Linked DNA regions of Ovis aries: region 1 is linked to region 2. A link is a contact called in public Hi-C data. All regions are on one chromosome and are shown on one strand. The core of a region is the stretch at or near the end of the contact, and the rest is flanking DNA. Distances in the headings are between cores, read along the strand shown. Region 1 holds the start of TTLL11 (tubulin tyrosine ligase like 11). Region 2 holds the start of PDCL (phosducin like).

Region 1 (4,119 bases), core at 305-2,804, 900 kb after region 2:
ATCATTATTTCATTTGGAAAGTGTGGCTACCAGTGAGGGCTGCCACAGCCACTGTCCTCAGTATGAGGTGCTATCCCTTCCCAGCCACATTCCCTGAAAAAACTGAAATGTGGTTCCCTGAGGCAAGACGGGAAAGCCCTCTCCTTGGATTGGCTTTAAAAATACAGGGTAACCCCAAAAGAATTGAGTGCAGGGAGTGGAATAGGTATTTGTGTATTCATGTCCATATCAGCATCGTTCACAATAGACAACACGTGGAAACAAGCCAAATGCCCACTGTCGGATGAATGGATAAACACAATGCGGTCTATCCATACAATGGAACACTATTCTGCCTTACAAAGGCACGCAATTCTAATAATATTACAACACGGATGAACCCCAAAGGCATTATGCTGAGTGAATAAGCTAGGCACGAAGGGATAAATGTTGGATGATTCCACTTATATGAGGCAATTTCATATAGACAGGAGAATGGAGGTCCGGGGGCTGTGAGTAAATGGGTACAGTGAGTTTAATGGGTACAAAGTTTCAGTTGGAGAAGATGAAAAAGTTCAGAAGATAAATGGTGATGTTTGCACAATGTGGCTGTGTTAACGCCCTTGCTGCGGCTGCTGCTGCTGCTAAGTCGCTTCAGTCGTGTCCGACTCTGTGCGACCCCATAGACGGCAGCCCACCAGGCTCCCCCGTCCCTGGGATTCTCCAGGCAAGAACACCGGAGTGGGTTGCAATTTCCTTCTCCAATGCATGAAAGTGAAAAGTGAAAGCGAAGTCGCTCAGTCGTGTCCGACTCTTTGCGATCCCATGGACTGCAGCCTACCAGGCTCCTACATCTATGGGATTTTCCAGGCAAGAGTTCTGGAGTGGGGTGTCATTGCCTTCTCCCTTGGCTATACCTAAAAAAAATGGTTAAAATGACACATTTTTGTGTATTTTATTGATACCAAATTTCTTTCTTAATGACATAATATGAAAAGGGGCTGGTTGATGTCCTCAACTAAACCGTGAATCTGCAGTTTCCCATGGCTACCCCATTCCTTTACGAGCTCCCAACAGGGAAAGGTGTCCCCCCTCTCAGTCTTGCGGCTCTCCCAGGACGAGAAAGCGATTTCCTCAAACGAGCAGCCGCTCCTTGAGGGTCTGGACTTGCTATCTCCATCATCAGGCTGAGATTCTTTCTGAGGGTGTAAGTGCCTAGAATGGATGAGGTTGTGCCTCCTCCATCGGATCAGGAGTTATCCCAGTGAGTGCGCGTGGAGTGGAGGAAAGTGGGTTTCCTGTTTGAAACTATCGTCTCTCCGGCCCAGTCCCGGGGCTCAGAAGCCCTGCAAGCTCCGATAGCTGTTCCATCCTCAAGCTCACCTCCAGCCTGCCGGCTCCAAGTTCTGCGAGCTCAGCTACTCAGCATGTTCTCCCAGTAGGCGGGCCGAGGCAGCTTCCGCCCTCTTCCAAAATGTCCGCCGCCGCCTCTGTGACAGGCCTGACCACGTGAGCAGCCTCGCCTATGAGGTCGCCGGGCCTGTGACGGCGATTGTCCCTTCTCGGGCCCCGTCCAGTGGGCGACTGCCCTTGTCAACCGGAGCCTGAGCGATCATGGCAACCGGCTCGGGAGGGGAGCGCGCGGCAGCGGTGGCAGCGACGGCAGTTTGGTCGGGGGCCGGGGCGGCGGAGCGGCGGCGGCGGCGGCTCCGTCACTGGCGTTGGCACCAGCCCTGAGGGCCATGCTGCGGGGCAGCCCCGAGAGGGAGCTGGCGGCCTGGTGGGAGGCGGAGGCCGTGGCCGCGACCAAAGCGCAGGCGGCGAAGGAGCAGGTCCGCGTGGACCCCGGCGCGGCCGGGGAACCGGAGCGCAAGGCGGGGGAGGAGCAGCCCAAGGAGCCGGCCCCGGCGCCACCCTGCGCGGCCGAGGAAGGTGACGCCCGCATTCCCCCGCGGCCTCCGCCCACGCTGCCCGTGTCCCTGGCGAAGCCGGAGCCGGTGTCTGGCCTTTGCCCGCACGGGAAGTCTAGGATCAAGGGCCGCAGTTGCAAGCGGAGCTCGGGACAGCCCGACGAGTACTGCTCTCTGCGGCCGGTCACCGTGGACAGCTCCAAGGCCAGGACCTCCCTGGACGCCCTGAAGATCAGCATCCGCCAGCTCAAGTGGAAGGAGGTGAGGCCCGGCCCGGCCGCGTGGGCACAGGGGGGTGGACTGGAAGACCTCAGAGGAGCCTGCTGGCTCAGGCCAGGTCTCAGGGCCAAGCTCCTGCTGTGTGCCACGCTTGTCAGCCTCTAACTGCTTCTCCTTCAAAGCCTAGGCCCCAAGTCACTTCCTCAAGACTGCTCTAGATCCCTCCAGGTCGAGTTAGTCTGTCTTTCCTCTAGCTTCCCTGCAGCTACCTTTGGCTCCATGATCTCCAGCCATCAGCACTCGCCTCCCCCACATTATAGATATTTGTTTATATGTCTGTCTCCTCCGGCAGCTGTGAGTCCCGGAAGCCATCGATCCTCTCTCTCTTTCATTTCTTCCTTAAGTTTTATTTGTTTAGCATTTACTGGGTGGCCCCTTGCGGAAATCGAACCGTTTGTACTTTGGAGGCAGATAGACTAGGGTCTCAGCATCATGTCACTTAGCTGTGTGACCCTGAGCAACTTGCTTCACTTCTTTAGCCTATTTCTTCCTCTGTAAAGTCAGGCCAAATGTACCTATCTCATAGTTTTCTTAGTATTGGAAGACTCACTGTGTATTAGAATATAACCCAAGTCTGCAATAAATGGGAACTCATCTTACCACGCACTCCTCTCCCTTTTCCACCATCACCATCACATCCCCATCAGTATCATTGTCAACAGTGTAGGTGCTGGGGTTTTTATGTCCCAAGGCTTGGCATATAAACAGGCCTCAGGAACTGGTGGGCAAAAGGGTGAGTGAAGGAATGGATTATTTGTCCTTGAACTTATTTTAGATCTGGAAGGGGCTGGGATGAAGCACCAGTGACATCCAGAGATAATCTGTTGTAGTTGACTGAGTGGATGTGACTCTATTTGCAGTGCCTAATGTTATTTAATGTGCTTTGGGGAGTGTCAGGATGTGGTTTAGGGTAGTCGAATCTGGAGGCTTGGACCCATGTGGTCTGCTGGTGGAACAGAATCTGTAACAGGCAACACGAGGATGCAGGACCTTAGCAGCCCTGGGCCTTGGCTAGAGAAGACTTTCAGGAATGGTATAATGAAGTTGGAACATACAGAGAGATGGACACAGACAGAATTAATGAGGTCAGAGGGTTGCTGTCCCAGCAGTAGGAGTCACGTGGTTTGGAGGGGAGTTGAGAGTCAGGTGGGGCAGATTTCCAGACAGGGAGGGGTTAGCCGTTGAATAGTCTGATTCTGGGTGTCAGGGCCCCCCAGCCCTGGGGCTTGGGGATCAGGGGAGGGCTTTCATGCCCATGAAATCTGGAGAAAGTGAGGGCGGCTCCCAGTACTAGGTGTCTGGGTTTTGGGACAGGGGCCTAGTTCAAGGCGGTAGATATGAAGACCAGAAGGAGATAAACATGGAGAGCTTGTCAGTACCATAGTCCTAATGAAGGGAGGATCCAGGGGCTGAGACCAGGCCACAGAATGAAGGAAGGCTGATTCGCCCAAGCATGGCCTGTACTTAGCTTAGCCCTGGGGCAAGGGTTGGGGAGAGAGACACAAAACGGGCCAGATCTCAAGAGATGGAGCCATCCAGACTCAGAAACCAGCAGCCACACATGCTGGTCCAGCTTCAGTCACTCATTCTGTAAGTGTCCACTATGGATGCTGGGCCCTGCGAAGCAAAGATGCTTAAGAGCTAACCCTTGCCTTCAAGGACCTCCAAGTTCAGTAGGTGATAAGACACAAGTAAATAACCACTGCAGTAGTTACAGGGCCTCTGCTGCTGCTCCTGAAATGCTCCTTTCCCAGCTGTTGGCATGGCTTCCTCTATCACTTCAGACCTCCGATCAAATGCCACCGGCTCAGAGAGGCCTTCACCTATAACTGTGCCCCACCCCCCGCCAACTGATGCTTGCTCGTCTTTATTGGTTTTTCATAGCACTGAACTCTAGTGACACTGGATTTTGTATTGGTTATTGTCTGTTTCCCGCATTAGAATGTAAGCT
Region 2 (3,570 bases), core at 610-3,109:
TGAGAGGATTTTCTTTTAGAGATGAAAACTAGAAAAACAGAAAGAAAGCCTGAATACACAGGGGAGGGGAAGAACCTGCAGAAGATTCCTTTTCTAGGCTGGAGGAGCAGAATCTACTCCATTGGTGATTCATTTCATAGATCCAATGCAGGGGGTTGTTGGTACATTTTGAGGGTATACCTCTGTACTGATTGCTTCTGTTTCTCACTTGAAATAAGAATTGAGGTCATAAGGTAATAAGCCAGGACAGGGGAAGAGTGTCGAAGATGTGAAAGACCAGGCGTGAACTGCTTTGCTTAGAGGGTAGGGGAATAGTCTGCCCAGGGCAACTAGGATTGTTGAGCAGCTCTGAAGGCCCCCTCAAGACTTGCAGCCTTAAACTGAAAGTGAATTTTGAAGGAAAAGGAGCCTCCGTGCATGAAGAAGACCAGTGCTTCAGGGAGATGTGAGAGGGAAAAAAAAAGCAAAGCATTTATCAGGTGGTGGTTTAGCCGCTAAGTCGTGTCTGACTCTTGCCACCCCGTGGACTGTAGCCCATCAGGCTCCTCTGTCCATGGGATTTTCCAAGCAAGAATACTGGAGTGGATTGCCACTTCCTTCTCTAGGGGATCTTCCCAACCCAGGAATCAAACCTGGGTCTCCTGCATTGCAGGCAGATTTTTTTACTGACTGAGCTATGAAGGAAGCCCAAGCATTTATCTAGTATTTAACAAATATTTTGGCGGACTATCCTATATAGAGACTATTGCTGGGTGCTGGCTTGTCACTTACTTTAAAATTTTTATTATTATTATTTTCGCCACTAAGCAAAGTGTGCGATCTTAGTTAACTGACTAGAGAAGGAACCAGGGGTCCCCTGCATTGGGAATGCAGAGTCTTAATTACTGAACCACCAGGGAAGTTCCTGGCTTGTCACTTAAAGCAGATCACAAGCATATTTAAGTTGGCTGTTCACAAAATCTGATTACAGTAAGACTATTCACTCTGCAAACAAAAATACAAAAAGTTACCATAGGATCTCTTTATATGAACTTTTCCTAAATTTGGGGATGGGCGTTTTGACTCTTAATAGCCTGGACAAACAGCTGCTTAGAAAAACATGCGCATATACAAATTTGCAGACAAATGCAGGTGGTTTAGAATCACAAATAAAGAATCTCTCAAATTTTAGAGAAATAAAACTTACCTATATTTTAAACAGTGTACTGTTTTAGTATATTTCGAATGATTCAATTTACACAAAGCTTTCTAGGAGCTACTTCATGCTGTGTATTCGATGCCTCAATAACAGCTCAGAATCTGAAATCATTTTACGTTTCCAAAAAGTATAGTTCCCCTATACTGTTCTCCCAGAATTCCTTTAAGTTTACATCTTACATAACTGTAGCTCAATTATCAGAACTATTGATAACCATACTATTGTTTCTTGATACACTTTATTCAAATTTCATCCACTGTCTCATTCAAGTCCTTTTTCTGTTCCGGAATCCAATACAGGATTTCACTTTGCGTTTAGTTGTCTCGGACTTGACTTTCTTCTTTTAATCCAAAGTGGCTGTGTGTTCTTGGGCAAAATTAAAATCCAAGCCTTTCTTCTGTCTTACTAGACGTGATATGATTAACAATCAATAAAAATACACGTGGAATGTTTTCGGACACGTCAAAGACAACGAAATTGTTCTTACTGCGCAAAGCTGGGCATATCTAAAGTGGCCTTTCGTTCAAATTAAAACAAAAATAAAGCAAATAGAAGAGTATTACTTTTGTCGAGAAGTTTGTCCTAAAGTAGGATCCGTAGCTTCCAGCTAGGCCGGCCAGGATGCGCTTCCTCTAATTGGGCAGCGTGCGTCCGCGCTGACGCAGAAAGGCTGCCCCATTGGTCCGCGCAGTCGGGACTCAGGCGGCTTTTCTCTTCGTGCTCAAGGTGCCGGACCACTTCTTTTCCTCCAGCCGAGCGCTACCCTTCTTCCCCAAGTGCCAGCCTGAAGGATCGGACTGAACGAGGCCGGGGAACTGTACTGAGGTCAGCCGGGAAGAAGCGGCGAGGATAGGGTATGAGGTGGGAGGTGGCAAAGTACAGGTGGTCGGCAAGCCTGGACGAGATAGCCCGGTTGGCGCGGCCCCTGGACCCCCAGGGTCTTTGCCGTTTCCTGGCTCCCTCCGCTGGCCCACCTTCCTCGGGATCCCCCGAGGTTCCGCGCCTCTCTGCCGCCCTTCTGCGGGCCCCGCCCTCGACTACTTCCCCCGAAAGGCCCCGCCTCCTCCGTGAGACCCGCGGGCCCCGCCTTCGGCCCCTCCTCTTAAAGGCCCCGCCTCCTCCCCATCCCCTTCGCTGGCACTGCATTTGCCGCCGCCTATCCAAGACACCGCCCTCACCGTGTATGCATCCCTGCCCAGTCTCTTGTCTTTTCACCTTGCACCGCCTGGGCCCCTCTGCCTCTTTAAGTTATGTTTGGTCCCATTTCTCTCACCGCCCCCCGATCCCGGCTTTGTTCCTGCATCGTTTTTTCTTAGCCCTGCCACTCTGCACACCTCCTCCCCAACTTCGTCTGGCTGCCCGGGTCCCTGGATATCCCCACAGATCCGGGCTGTCTCTGTGAACTTGGCAAATTGTGCAGAGGCCTCGTGCTGGGCATTGGCGATCTCTTGTTTTCAAGACCTCCCTGCCCGGTGGGAGAAGTCACTTTGTTATGGAGTCTTAACAGGGGCGTGGATGCCTGTAATCTAGGAAGCATGATATTGCAGTATTTAAAGGAAGGCATGCTGGAGTTACAGCCCCTCCTGGTGAGATCCTTAGGCAGATCTGTGAGGGACTAAGCTGTACCTTTCTCCCCAGATGTCCCAGGCTTCTTCTGATGCAGAAGCTTGGCTCTCACCATGGTCCTTTAAACACTGGTGGTGTGGTGGTTTAGTCGCTAAGTCGTGTGCAACTCTTGCGATCCTATAGATTGTGGCGCTCCAGGCTCCTTGCTCAGTCTGCTCAGTCGCTTCAGTCGTGTCCGACTCTGTGCGACCCCATAGACGGCAGTCCACCAGGCTCCTTAGTCCGTGGGATTTCCCAGGCAGGAATGCCGGAATGGGTTGCTGATTCCTTCTGCAGAGGGTCTTCCTGACCCAGCGATCTGGAACGGGCGTCTTCTGCATTGCAGGTGGTCTCTTTGCCGACGCAGCCACCTTAGGAAACTTAAACACCGGGGAATTATTAAATCTTGTCATGGGCCCCTCTTTTAACCGAAGTTGGTAGGGCTTTCTAACCCTCACAGGGAAGTGGAAGGCAAGAGATGAATGAGTGATGGGCTTAGACAAGCAATGTCTCAGCATCCCACTCTTGGTGCTGCTTTTTGGATTTTTTCCTGAGAATTCTTATCCAATTTTTCAATTACCAGCAGTCTTGCTTGGTAGGTAAACCAAAAAGTATGTGTAGATAAACATCTTAAGTCACTCTGTAGATTCCTCCAAGCCACCATCCACTTCAGGGTATACTGTGTGTACACTGTGTATACTGTTCAGAAGACAGTGACCCACCCCTTCAGTCTGTCAGAGTTAGGAAGCCCTGGGATCTGAGCCCAG

The links. Hi-C and Micro-C count contacts between places; a contact is called where the count stands out from the background.
Region 1: a Hi-C map of tail adipose tissue shows a contact between it and region 2, with 4 times the contacts expected there. The contact joins the promoter of TTLL11 here to the promoter of PDCL in region 2. A contact is called at or near these places in 2 of 16 Hi-C or Micro-C datasets (both in tail adipose tissue).

What each region holds. Positions count from the first base shown.
Region 1 is chr3:13,788,802-13,792,920 of ARS-UI_Ramb_v3.0, forward strand. TTLL11 (tubulin tyrosine ligase like 11) reads left to right here and starts at 1,555. Exons shown (of 9, transcript XM_027966476.3): 1 at 1,555-2,150. The coding sequence starts at 1,722.
Region 2 is chr3:12,890,891-12,894,460 of ARS-UI_Ramb_v3.0, forward strand. It overlaps PDCL (phosducin like), which reads left to right and starts at 1,860. Exons shown (of 4, transcript XM_042245737.2): 1 at 1,860-2,052.